Linked DNA regions of Rattus norvegicus: region 1 is linked to region 2. Evidence: chromatin contacts called from public Hi-C data. All regions are on one chromosome and are shown on one strand. Each heading gives the region's core, a stretch centred on a gene start, on an enhancer-like site or on the middle of the called end of the contact. The rest is flanking DNA. Distances are from core to core; before and after follow the strand shown. Region 1 holds the start of LOC134482582 (a long non-coding RNA gene). Region 2 has its middle 68 kb from the start of Rnu11-3.

The links. A called contact is a pair of places that touch in the nucleus more often than the background predicts.
Region 1: a contact with region 2 is called in a Hi-C map of frontal cortex, with 1.5 times the contacts expected there. The contact joins two enhancer-like sites. A contact is called at or near these places in 2 of 12 Hi-C or Micro-C datasets (frontal cortex and mammary epithelial cells).

Annotation. Positions count from the first base shown.
Region 1 is chr1:21,497,502-21,503,789 of GRCr8, reverse strand. LOC134482582 (a long non-coding RNA gene) reads left to right here and starts at 22. Exons shown (of 2, transcript XR_010058869.1): 1 at 22-169; 2 at 5,897-6,288. Within about 2 kb of position 5,034, at least 5 of the 93 cell types and tissues checked have an H3K27ac peak or open chromatin away from gene starts, as enhancers often do.
Region 2 is chr1:21,265,184-21,272,186 of GRCr8, reverse strand. No RefSeq gene overlaps it. Among named protein-coding and RNA genes, the nearest start is that of Rnu11-3, 68 kb to the right of the region's middle. Within about 2 kb of position 3,031, at least 9 of the 93 cell types and tissues checked have an H3K27ac peak or open chromatin away from gene starts, as enhancers often do.

The DNA of each region.
Region 1 (6,288 bases), core at 3,785-6,284, 230 kb before region 2:
ACACCGCATGGTAACCACAGTTAATAATATCCTCATGTATTTCAAATCATAATTTACGTTGCATCTTTGTACCACAGTGCCCCTGTGAAAGTCAGAGAAATATGGAAACTGGTTCCCATCTTCTACCTTGGTCTGGAATGGAACCCATGTCGTCAGGCTTGGCAGCAAGGTACGTTTACCTACTGAGCCATCTTGCTGGTCCCCAGTTCAAACTTACTAAGATAAATCAGAACTATTAGCACCTTAAAATGACAAGTAGGTTTGGGGTAAGTAGATTTTTCAAAGCAATATTTTTTATTAATTATTTGTGAATTTAATACAATGTGCTTTGACTATACTCACCTCCTCAGCTCCTTGTAGATACATTCCTATCTCCCAACACAGCCAGCTTTATGTCTTCTTTTTACTTTAAAAATCCAGAGGACAATTTGTGCTGCCCCCAAACTCTTGTATATGGGGCCATTCAATGGAGCATGGTTGACCTATCAGGCACCACATCCTTAAACAAAACTAACCCTATTTCCCAGTAGCTACCAGTTGTCAAGATCTCCTCAGCTAGGGGTGTAACTTTGTGCCAACATCTACCCTCCCTGGGATTTTGTTTGGCTTGAATTTGTCTAGGTCTCGTGCATGCTGTTAGAATTTCCTGGCGTTTATATGTGCACCTGCTTTGCTGTGTCTGGAAAACACTGTTTCGTTGTAATTATCCATCCCCTTTTAGCTCTTATGACCTTTTCACCTGACCCTCCACAATGATCCCTGATGGTTCAGAGGGAGGGAATGATATACCTGTCTCATCTAGAGCTGATCAATCCACAGTGTCTTTTTTTCTGCTCTTTGACCAGTTGCGGGTCTCTGGGTTAACTGCCATCTACTACAAGCAGGTTGAGACTTCTCTGATGAGAGCTGAGAGACGCAGTGACCTATGAGTGTAGCAATAAGCCAATAGGAGTTGGAGTAACACTACGTCTACTTAGCAGAATAATAGTATTAGATTCTTTCCTGGGGTCTAAGATCTATCTAGTCATAGGTTCTTTGCTCCTAAAATGGTGTTAGGGATGGGTTTATCTTGTGAGGTGGGCCTTAAAGCCAATCAGAAAGTGCTTGCTTTAGTATTATACCAGTGGGCATATCTTGCCAGGTTGATGGTTGTTGGAACTTTTCAGGGTTCGCTAATACCTTTTTCTTTCAGGGGTAGGCATAGCATCCTTCAGCACTGTGAAGGCTAGTCAGTAGGGATGGAGCTTATCCTATCAGTATGAAGTCTTCACATTCTATGACTCGTGTATGTGGTACCTCCAACAATGGAGTCTCACTATCAGAATCTACTGCTCAGTTCCATAAAAAGTCATGACAGTTTTCAGAGCTTAGCAAGACAGATGAACCACCTTGGTTCTGCCTGCAGCCATTGAGGGCCTTGATTGTTTTTGATAAAGATTCTATGAAACAATCAGTCAAACACATTGTGTTTGTTGACAGCTGCATTTCCCAGCAGATGGCAGAAGGGTGAGGTAAGAAGTTCAGGAGGGTGCTGGGTCTACCATGCCATACAGAGTCTATGTTAAAGGAGGTGACTTGAGGAGCCCTTGGGTGCCAAGCATAACAACCAGCTTGGAAACCAGGCCACTGGGCTCTACCTCCTAACTATGACTTCCATCTGCTCTGAGCCCTTTGTCAGTGGATTTGATGTTTACATTCCTTCCAACTCCTCAATTGTGGTCCTTCTTCCTAGTATCAGGAGTGAGAACGTTAGGATTGACCATGGTATGAAGGCAAGGGTTTATGGTGCAGAACAGAAATATCCTGTGAAGACACAGAGAAAGACAGACTCATCTATGAACCAGGAAGCAGATTCTGAATTCTTCTCTAGTGATGGCACCCACACTCATTTCTTTAAATTATGTACGTCTTGAAGCCAAATTTATATTTCCAGCATAGACGTGTTTCTGAGCTCTGTTCCCACACCTATTTTAACACTTCCTCCAACAGGCAACTCAAAGATAACACATCTGAAATACAAAATGCTCTTAGCATTTTCCCCGGGTCTTTCTTTCTGCCCTTGTGGAAGGAACTCTTCTCTATCTATGGCTCTGGCTTGGGAAGGAACTTTGGCTCCCTGGTTTCTCTGACACCCACAGTTCAGTCCATCAGCAAATCCTGTCTGTACTTCTTTAAAAATGCACCCTGGATCTATGTTCCCCATCCTAGGCTGCCATCCTGGGCCCGAGCCACTGTGGACTGGATCACCAACTGATTTCCAAGGGGTCTGTTACTTTCCCTTCAAGGTTCTCTCTGCCTGTTTTTATTGCAGTAGAGAGGCTGACAGTACAAAGCTCAACTAGGATCATACTTCTGCTCAAGTCTCCCCAAAGCAAACGTTAAAGTCTGTGTCTTTTTTTTTTTTAAAAAAGATTTATTTATTTATCATATATAAGTACATGGTAGCTGTCTTCAGACACACCAGAAGAGGGCATCAGATCCCATTACAGATGGTTGTGAGCCACCATGTGGTTGCTGGGATTTGAACTCAGGACCTCTGGAAGAGCAGTCAATGCTCTTGACCATTGAGCCATCTCTCCAGCCCTAAAGTCTGTGTCTTGACTCACAGGGACCCTCCTTGTTGGCCTTTATCAACAATTCTTCTCTGATTTCATTCATGTCAACCCTACTGCCTTCCACATTGTTCCTCAAACACAGACTGGCCATTTTCCTAGCCCAGGATTTTAATATATGCTCATTCAACTGTATTTTTCTTGGTTTCTATGTGGCTTTGTGGCTTACTTTCTTTTTCTTTTGGTTCTTTTTTTTTTTTTTTTTTTTTTTTTTTTTGGTTCTTTTTTTCGGAGCTGGGGACCGAACCCAGGGCCTTGCGCTTCCTAGGTAAACGCTCTACCACTGAGCTAAATCCCCAGCCATTTCTTTTCTATGACTCTAGTTTTCCAGCTATCCTATTAAAAATCCTGTTCCCTTTAACTCTCCTAAGTTGCCCATTCTCTCCTGCTTCCTTTTCCACCATGACTTACCACTGTTGTCATGCTATACTTAGTGTTTGTGAGCTTCTTAGGTGTCAGCTTCATTAAGGCAATGGCTGGTTTTGTTTTCTTATTTTTTTTTTATTCAAATGTTTTTGTTCTTATTTTCTGTGTATTTGTGTGTGTGCCTGTTTGTCTCTAGGTGCATCACAAGCATTCAGTTCCTACAATGGCCAGAAGAGGGCATTAGGTTCCCTGGTGGTGAAGCTAAAGGTGGTTGTGAGCTACGTGCTGTGGGTGCTAGATATGAACTTTGAACCCCAGCAAGAGCAGACATTTCTTTAGCCTTATTTATTTGTGAGTGTGCGTTCGTGTGTGTGTGTGTGTGTGTGTGTGTGTGCACGTGTGTGTGTGTGTACACTCCATGCCTGTGCCTGTGTAAGCACGCAGAGACCAGAAAATGGAGTCTAGTGTCTTATTTCGGTCTCTGAGTTTTCCTTTGAGGCAGGGTCTCTCCTTGAACCTGGGCCTCACATTCTCTTGGCATACTGGAGGCCTAGTGAGTCCCAGGGATCTTCCTGTCCCTGTCCCCCTGAGCTGGAGGTTACAGCTCAGAGTTTGTGCAAGACTCATGGCTCACTTTGTGGGTGCTGAGACCCGACCTTCTGTCTTCTTGATTGCTCAGCAAGTGCTCTTACCCAAAGAGTGGTTTCTCCAAACCCATTTCCCTTTTATTTACTCTCACGTGCTAAGAAACTTGACTGATCATAGGTTCTTACTAAGTTCCTAGTGAATAGCTATTGAATGAATGGACTCAGATTGAGTATATATGAATGCCTTGATCCACGTTGATGAATTTAACTAGGCTTTCTGGGGTGGAGAGCAGGCACCTGCCGTTTTAAAAGGCTCTCTGGGCAAGTCTGCTGCAAAGGTGGTTTAGAACTGAAGATATCCTTTGTCCAATAGTACCCATTAGGCCATGTGCCTATCTCATAGAAACCCCTGAGTACAGAGATGACACAGGCTATTCGTCTCCTTTATCATATTGAGCATTCTGGGCAAAACTCAGCGATTTAACAAAGGAAGAAAGAATTGTGACCAGAGTAAATTAAAGCAAATAGGAGGCCTGCATTTGTTTTCACAGATAGCTGTTCTTACCATATCAATACCAAGCCAAAGGCATTTTCAATAACACAAAGGAATTAGTTCTGTAATTACTTTTGCCCACATAGACTTACAATGTCTGGGGGCTATGGGTTTTAATAATATTTTTCAGATTACATTTGTTCATGTGGTTGTCAGAGGAGGCCAAAATATTGATTCATTTCATCAGGTTTGCGTCCTTCCTGGGCCTTGGCTATCCTGCCTCTCTGGGTAAAGCAGATAACACACCAAATGCGTGCACGCTCACACACACACACACACACACACACACACACACACACGGAAACAAATGCACACACATACACACATGCATGCACACACACAGTCTTCACGAGGGAATTCCTCAACCTTAAAGAAATGTTAGAATATCTTGCTGGTTGACAGAGACAAGACTGTGTGACAAGCCTTTTTCTTTCCTCTCAGTCTGTTCAATTCTGCATCTAAACTCATTTTTTTTCCTCTTTAGCTCTCATGAGTTATACCATTGACTGTGCCTTATTTCCCTGAGCTGGTCCACATCTGGCTTCCTACATCTGTTTCTGGTTTTGTGCTGAGCATTGCTCCTTTCTCCAGGGATGGCCTGAGACCAACCAGGACCAAACCTGAAAAAAAGAGTGAAAAAATTTCACTGCTTTCTGTGAAATTGACTGTGTGGGTGGTAGATCTGAGAGAACAGCCCTCTTATAAAATACCATGAGTGAGACAACGTAAAGCAAAGAACTGTTTACTGAGAAGTAAACAGGAAGGGAAGGCCCTTTACTAGGAAATGAACAGGAAGTGAGGACCTTCCCTAGGAAGTGGAGTGTATCCCCAGGCTCAGTTCTTCCAGTGATTCACTCGTGCCTAGAAAACAGACAGCATATTTTTTTTTTCCTGCCAAGAAAACCTTGTATACCTTGTATCCAGTGTCTCAGAATGTGCTAGAAGGGCCCCGAGGTCTCTGCTGACAGGGCCGGACGGAGGCTGAGATGATTTTAGGATGTTTCTTCCTTTCTCACTCCATTGCACTCCTTCCTGCAGATGCCATTTCATTCCTCCCCAGCGTGTGGAGTTGAATGGAAAATTTATACTTTTGGTGGCAGCAGTTAGAAACCCCAGTCTCGGTGATTTTCTGCTTCTGGTGTGGGAAGGAAGGATCTAACAGAACAAGATGGTCCCTGAGGTGTGGGAATGGAGCCTGTGTTGTGTCCCTGTTTGTTCCCACCTCAACAAGCAAACTTGGATGCTGTGTGATAAGGCAGAAGAGGGAGGAAGGGAAGAAGGGAGAGAGAGAGTAAAGGAGGGGGTTCATCCACTTCCTCATCCCCGAGGATGAGGAAAGTATTTCCCTGAAAATCTTCTTGCAGACACATCTGAATTGTCCTCTCAGTAAAGTCAGGGCCACTTCACTCTCAGGGGTTTTGTTTTGACAGGCTTGGGGTTGGGGTGAGGGCATCTGGATGTTGAGGTTTTCTTTTTGTCTTCCTTGACTCTGGTGAGCCCTGCCTTAGTTGGTTCTAAGTCTCTCAACATTCAATGGTAGCAGCTCTAAGTAACAGTGTCTCAGAGAACTGAGACAAGACCAGGAGACCCAGGACGTAATTCTCTGGGTCACTAGGAAACTTCTAGAGATCAAGGTGGCTTCTGATCACTGCTTTGTACAGAACATGGAAAAGTTAGCTTGCTTTTTGATTCTTTTTAAAGAAATAAGATAATAGTGATGATGAGTGCTTTGTTAACATAGGGCTTTGAAATAATCATGCTTTTTTTTTTTTTTACAGAATTATATGCATCTGTGTTGTCTCCCCAGAGGCAAAGAAACTGAGATTGACTGAACCACTATTCAGATGATGCTATTAAATTCCATTCCAGAAGGGTACTTCTGATGATGAGCTCTCCATCCCGGTTCAGCATTCCTAGCTGTCAATCACTGTAGAATGAGGAGAGGGTGGGGAGGGGGAAGCTGACATATTGATCATGGTCCACAATGCTACCTCATTCTGTTCAGCCCATGATTTAGAGCTGAACAGTGTGTGCTGGTATAGGGGCAGATGATCTGATTCTGGCACTGGGAATCTGTGTTTTAGGTGTCACTTTTACAATTTAAGTAAAACTGAGAGGATTCAGAAGCCACTCTTGTAGATTATTTTTATTCTCGGTGATTCAGTTTTAT
Region 2 (7,003 bases), core at 1,782-4,281:
CACCACACACACACACACACACACACACTCACACAGTCACACATACTCATATATTCACCTCTACGCACACATTCACACACCACACACACTCCCAACCGCACACACTCACACACACTCACACACTTCCATATACACACTCACATATTCACTCATACACACACATTCATATGACACACACACACACACCACACTCACGTCTCACATTCACACACGCACACTCACACTGACACCACACAAACTCACACACTCACACAAACTCACACATACATGTACTCATACACTCGCACACACTCACATACACATACACACTCATATATCCACTCATACATACACATTCACATGCCACACACACACACACACACACCACACAAACTCACACACATACCACACAAACTCACACACTCACACATACACACTCACACACACACACTCATACACATATATTCACACACTCACACATACACACTCACACACACACTCATACACATATATTCACACACTCACACATACACACTCACATACACTCATACACATATATTCACATACTCATACACACACTCACACATTCACACACTCACATCTCACATTAACACATGCATGCACACTCAACACTCATATGCTCATACCACACACATGCACACAAATCCACACTCACACACACAAGCACACTCTTATATTCATACACTCATACACACACTCATGCCCCCACACATTTACATCTCATACACACACACATACACACACACACACACACACACACACACACACACACACACACATGCACGCACCTCATGTCCTATGACGATCCAGTCCCCACTAAAATCCTATTTTAAAGCTTTTCTTACAAAGGAAGTCCCCTGCTGGTAGTGGTTAAATGACTTTCAGAGAAATGCAATCTGACTGAAAGCAGATTTTATTCCAAGCTGATTGCTGTGTGTGGTTTCTGTGCATGCTCATCAATGTTTCAGACTTCTAGAGAGGACGAGTCTGATCTTGGCTCTTCTGTTAATGATTTAAGGCTAAACCATGACTCTAGGCAGAGGAGCAGAGGGCAAGATGTAGTTTTGAGGAAGATGGGAGCTGTAAGCCAACCATGGCTCTTCCTAGATGAGTGACCGCGTACTGCCCTTGTGTTTCATATTCTTTATTCTATAAACAGAGGATAATTGAAGCACATTTATTACAGTGTGTATATGAGGGTAAAGACTGGTTGTGTATAAAGTTCCAGACAGTGCCCCACTTCCAACACACATTACTTTACTCCTCAGTGGAGGCCTGCAGGTTCCCAGTCTCCTGACTTCTACTCCCCAACACAGCCTTGCTGTCCTTCTATGGCGCTCCCTGGCAGTCATACAGCATGAACTGTTGCGTGAGGCTTGCATTCTCAATGTCACAGATTTCTGAGATTCATTAGCCTTGTAGGTATTTTTTTAAATATAGGTATTTTTTTTTCCGGAGCTGGGGACCGAACCCAGGGCCTTGTGCTTCCTAGGCAAGCACTCTACCACTGAGCTAAATCCCCAACCCCCATTCGTTAGCCTTGTAAAAGCCAACTATTTGGCACAAACGTAACATGCTCATAGCTGGAATATCTAAGTCTTTATTGTTACTGCTTTTGTTTATTTGTTTGGTTTGGTTTGATTGATTTGGGTGTTTGATTTTATTTTTTGAGACAGGGTCTCATTCTGAAGCTTAGACTGGCCCGGAAGTAATTATGCAACACAGTGGTCTCAGCTCTTCTCCTGCCTCAGCCTAGGAAGTGCTGGGATTTCTGGCATAAGCTAACTATGCTTGACTAAACATAAGGGTTCTGGGTTTTATTTTTTAAGCCTCATTTTAATGATATCCATGACCTTGGCTCTAAATATTTTCAGACTTTTCTTTTCTTTTGAGTAAGTGGAAATAAAATGTTCTTCTGTGAGAAGGGCCTTTGTTCGATGAATGATTTCAAGGGGGCGGGGACAAACCTAATGACTCATACCTTTATTTGAAGAACCTGGAGACAGAAGTGGGTGGACCTCTGTGTGTTTTAGGTCAGTCTGGTCTGTGAAGCTCAGGTCAGCCAGGGCTGTCCAGTGAGACCCTGCCTCAAAACAAACAAAGAACACAGTTATTGCAAGGCCTGATTGGTTGTTTTCATGAAGACAGTGTGTAACTCTAGGATTGTGCCAATGACAGGGATACACCGTTTTCGTCCGTCTTCCATTCGAGTCACTGGGAAGCTCTGTTCCTCTCCTCTGAGGAGTGAGGGCTGGGGCCAACTTTGGACCTGAGATTCTTCCTTGCTAGAGGAATCAGCCTGGGCAGCTTTGAGACTCCTGACCTCCTGAACTGTGAAGTGAGTTCTTCCTCTTGGTTCCTAGATGCCCATCACTAAGCTATTCTTCTGGGCCCCCTAAAGGCTCAGGTCTGGCTTGACCATATTCTCCCCTCTTCCCTGCCCCTGTCTCTGTCCCACCTGTGATGAGACAGGCATAAAAATAAATAAGGGCATTTGATATCTGCTCTACGAATTCAGCTGACTTCACCTCCAGGCCCCATTAGTCTTAGCTAAGATATACACATACTCTGCGGGACAGAGAAGGAAGATCCTTAGTCTCAGCTGCACAGCCATGATGATTTAGTGAAGGGAGGTTTGAAAGCCAGGGTGGTGAGCAACAAACAAAGCAGACAGCATTCGAGCCTGTTCTGTGCTCACTAGAAACAGGATCTTGAGGTGTGGATGGATGCCCCTTAAACAGGCTCCCCTTTTAACCACTCACTGAAAAAAATGCTCTTCACAAAGAAAAAAAAAATCCAAAGGGTCACTTTACAAACACATTCTGTTCAACAATAAAACAAGGGGGAGAGTCCCTCGGGAGAGCCAGATGTAAAAACTTTGAACAAGAAACAGATCCAATCTGCATTGAACCATATTTCCTGGGAAAGCCATCTGGTCACGGTCCAGTTTGTACCTCTCTGCTCTGTTCAGAATGCAGCGCACTCTGTTTAGCAGTCTTTACCACAGGCTGTAGGCGTTGGCTTATTTAACGTGGGTTTTTGCTGCCAGCAACAATGGTTCTAAAATAAGCAAGACACTTGTATACCTCACGAATGTCTGCAGCACAGCAAGATATTTGAAGCACAACAGACAGGATGGATAGGGCCGGGCATATCACTGCTGCCTCAAGCTCACAGAGACAGGTGTCACTTCTCTGCAGCTGGTTTCAGACTTGGAATCTAGGGGGTGGTTCGCAATGCACGTTGCAGACATTTCTTGAAATGTAAACTGCATGTACCCTGAGATTTGTTTCAAGATGTCCTTTCAGCTTAGCTGAGAACAGTATTTCCATAATCCTCTGTTGGATTCACACTAAGATGGGCCATGAGAGTTGTTTAAAATCTCTTCTTTCCTCCCTCCCTCTGTTCCTCTCCCTCTGCCTTGTCTCCCTCTCTCCCTCCCTCTTCCCATGTTTCCCCTCCCGCCTCTTCTCCTCCTGTCTCCTGTCCTCTTCCCCTCCTTCCCTCTTTCCCTCTCCCTCCTCTATCCCCCTTTCCTCCCTTCCTTTTTCCATCCTTCCCTCTCCTCCTTTTTCTCCCCTCCCCTCCCTTTCCCCCTCCCTTTCCTCCTACCTTCTTTCCCTCCCTCCTTCTCTCTCTGTCCCACCCCCATTTCCCTCTTTCCCTCCTGCCCTCTTCCTCTTCTACTCTCCTTCCTTTCCTTCTGTCTCCTTCTATCCCTCCCTCCCTCCTTCCATTCCTCTCTTCCTCTTCCCCATCCCTCTCTCTTTCCCATCTTCTTCTCTCCCTACCTCTCCCCCTCCCCTTTCCCTATCTTTTTCTCCTTCTCCCCCTCTATCTCCCAGTCTCCTCCCCCCACCCCCATTCCCTCTGCCTCTGTGTGTATATTGAAGACGTGAATGAGCTCAGGCATGCACATACCATAATGGGTGTGTGGCTACCAGAGGACAGCCATGGGCATCACTCTTCATCTTCTACTTTGCTTGAAAAAAAGTTTTGGGTTCACTGTTCTATGCCAGGCTTCCAGGGAATCTTTGTTCCTTGACTCTCTCTTTTGACTATGGAGCCCAACAGCATACCCAGGATGCTAGAGTGTAATGCACAAGGTGGAGACCATAGAGGGTCCCTAGAACTCACACACATATGCAGGAGAGCCTTTCCTTCGGTCATCAAACGGCTTTCATAAGGAGTTCAGGTGTGTATATTAGTTGCATTTCTGAAAAAGAGAAAAAAGAGTGAAATGTTTTCATAAGCCAAGAATAAAATGAGCGTGAACCATGAAAACAAACACCAGAAAATAGTAAAAAAAAAATCATACAGTCCAGCAACATCTAGATTATAAAAGTAGGGTGGATTCTGAGGCTGGAGTCTGTGGAAAAAGAAAGAGAGTGTTTCTAGACAATTCCAAAGCTTCTACTGCTGGACAAAAACTAAGAACATGGTGCTGGACCTGAGGTGGGATGCAGACTGACACACAGAATGGAATGAGGCTTCCATTCTGAAGACAGGTCTTACTGTCCACTTAGTTTATGATGGGGGGGGCGTAGAAAGAGAGAGACAGGCTCACACACACACAGAGGCAGACACACAGAAAGACAGACAGACAGAGAGACAGATACATAGAGAGTGAGAGTGACTATAATAATCACTGCTCAGGTGGCTGATGCAGGGCTCACAAGAAAGTTTTCAGTGTCAATAGTTGATCCCCACAAAGCGTGAAGTTTTTTAATGCATTTTGAGGGTTTAGAATGGGAAGTGAGTATAAGTTAATTAAAGCACAATTATAATGAATTGGTTGTGCTGGTGAGTCCTGCTGTCGTGGGCGTCATCAGAAACTTTGGGTTTCTTCCTCTGTGCACTTTGCTACCTCAAAGGCAATTATAACATGTCAACAGAGGGGCCATCTTGCCAGGATTGTCACCTCTTACATATGGTTTTCTTTTGAAAGTTAAATATAGCTCAGCTCTCTGGTCTCTATGCCACACATATGTGCCACTTAAAAGCCTCTTGTAGCCGCAGCATTCATTTGAACTTGGACTTCACACACTTGGTCCAATCTCCTAATCCTCAGTGAAATAAATTAAAATCCTCTCTGTGATTTTTTTCTTCAAAGTCAAATTCCTATTAGATTGTTCTGAAGAAAACTACCCTGACTTCCTTCACAAGGAAGCAAGGAAGAGAAGTGTTTCCCTAGACTGAAAGCTGGGGGAGAGGAGGAGGACAAGATGAGTTAAACAGGTACTTGGAGATATTTCCACAGCTTTCCAGAACTCTCCATACTGTATATCTGACAACTGAAGGGTTGATAATGTGACCCAAGACTAGGCTCTTCGGCGTGGGTATCTTATTCTCTCCAAGCTTCTGGTTGCCAAGGCTACCACCTCGCTCTAGCCCTCATCCTAATAACCTACCTAACTGCTTTTATTCATAGCACTTTCATGTATCTGGGCCTTCCAAAGCCTCTGCAAGTTCCCATTCCTTAGCGTTTAACCTGCTAAGCCTCAGAAGCTCAACTGCTCACGTTCTCCATCGAGGCACTTCTCAGCTGTTCCATGTGCTGCTCTGAAAACCTGGGTCTACACCTTCAGAGACCTTCTATTCCTCCTTCACCTCTCCTCCATATCACCAGCCTGTCCCCCATGTGGGTCCCACACTTCTTCTCGTCCTCTATGTGTGCTGTTGCCTCCACTGCAAGAAGCCTCCTTCCATGGTCTCCTCTTCCTAAGATTGTTTTCCCCTAACCACCACCCTGTCCTTCTCAAGTCAGCTGAGACCTGTGGCATGTACCTTATTAGTCCTTGTATTACAGCTATGTGTGTACTTGTGGGTTTCCCCCTCTCAGGATGCTGCTTTTTCAATTCCTTTAAAAAATGCTTTTGGGGGGGAGAATCCATACATATTCCTGAATATTTATGTCCTTATCATGACTAATAAAAAAAAAGTCAGGGTAATGATGATATTAATTGTCATTTTAAAAGCTGTAATGGTTCAAAAGAATCTTCCCTCTCACTGATAATTACCACCATGGTAGACTGCATTCAAAAATAAGTATGATGATTGTGCTAAAGCACAGCGCCTGCTACAGGAAGTGATCACTAAATGTTAGCTCTTCGTAATTACGATAGCTTTCTGTAGCAGAACGGTCCACCACTGGTTACAATACTCACAACTGGTTGGGCCAGTCAATAGCACAGTTTTACCTCAAGGCAAGTTTACAACAGCGTCTTCTCCATAATGATAACCCACAGTAACATTACACGTCACTGTTTCAGTAACAGTTTATAAGCTTAATGTAGGACAGAGGCCGAGAGAAATAGTGCAAGGCAGTAAGCACTGGGTGGTAGGACAGTTAGCAGCCCAACAGGAGGAAGGAATTCAGTGCTATGAATGTGCCCTGGGCATCAGAAAAGATGAATAACAATTAATTCAATGAGGACAGATCCAGTGATGCTCTGCCTCCCAGGGAAGGAAGTGAGGGGTTCGTGGGTGAACTGGAGCTCGTAATGAGATTTATCAGAAATTGGATAGTTCCAAAGGACAAGCAATGGTGTCTAAGTGGCTTTCTTAGTAAACACATTGGCATAGATGTAGGGAAGCCTGCGTTCAGGCCATGGGAAGGCAGGAGGCTGGGCTGCCTGCACAGGGAGTCTCTAGAGCTGGCCTTCAGAAGGAAGTACCAACAAGGTTTCTCTCTCCTGCAGGTTACTTCTTCCTGGGAATCTAAGGTGGTTCTTCCGGGTGTCAAGAGGAGCTTTAGGGCAACTGCTTTTCTTTCTTTCCATTTGCAATGCTGGATGGGCCTCTCAGTCCTCCTAGCTGCTTCCTACATACTCTGCCATGGAGCGGCACCCCAGAGAGCCTCTTCCTGAACCTGAGTAGGACGAAGAAAACTGAGATTAGAAATGACGTGGCTCTGAGGCAGTTTCTAAGTTCTTTTTGTTCCTTTTAATGCAATAATATGGAACAAACCTCACCCCTGGACCCAAAAATTACAATTTTGGGG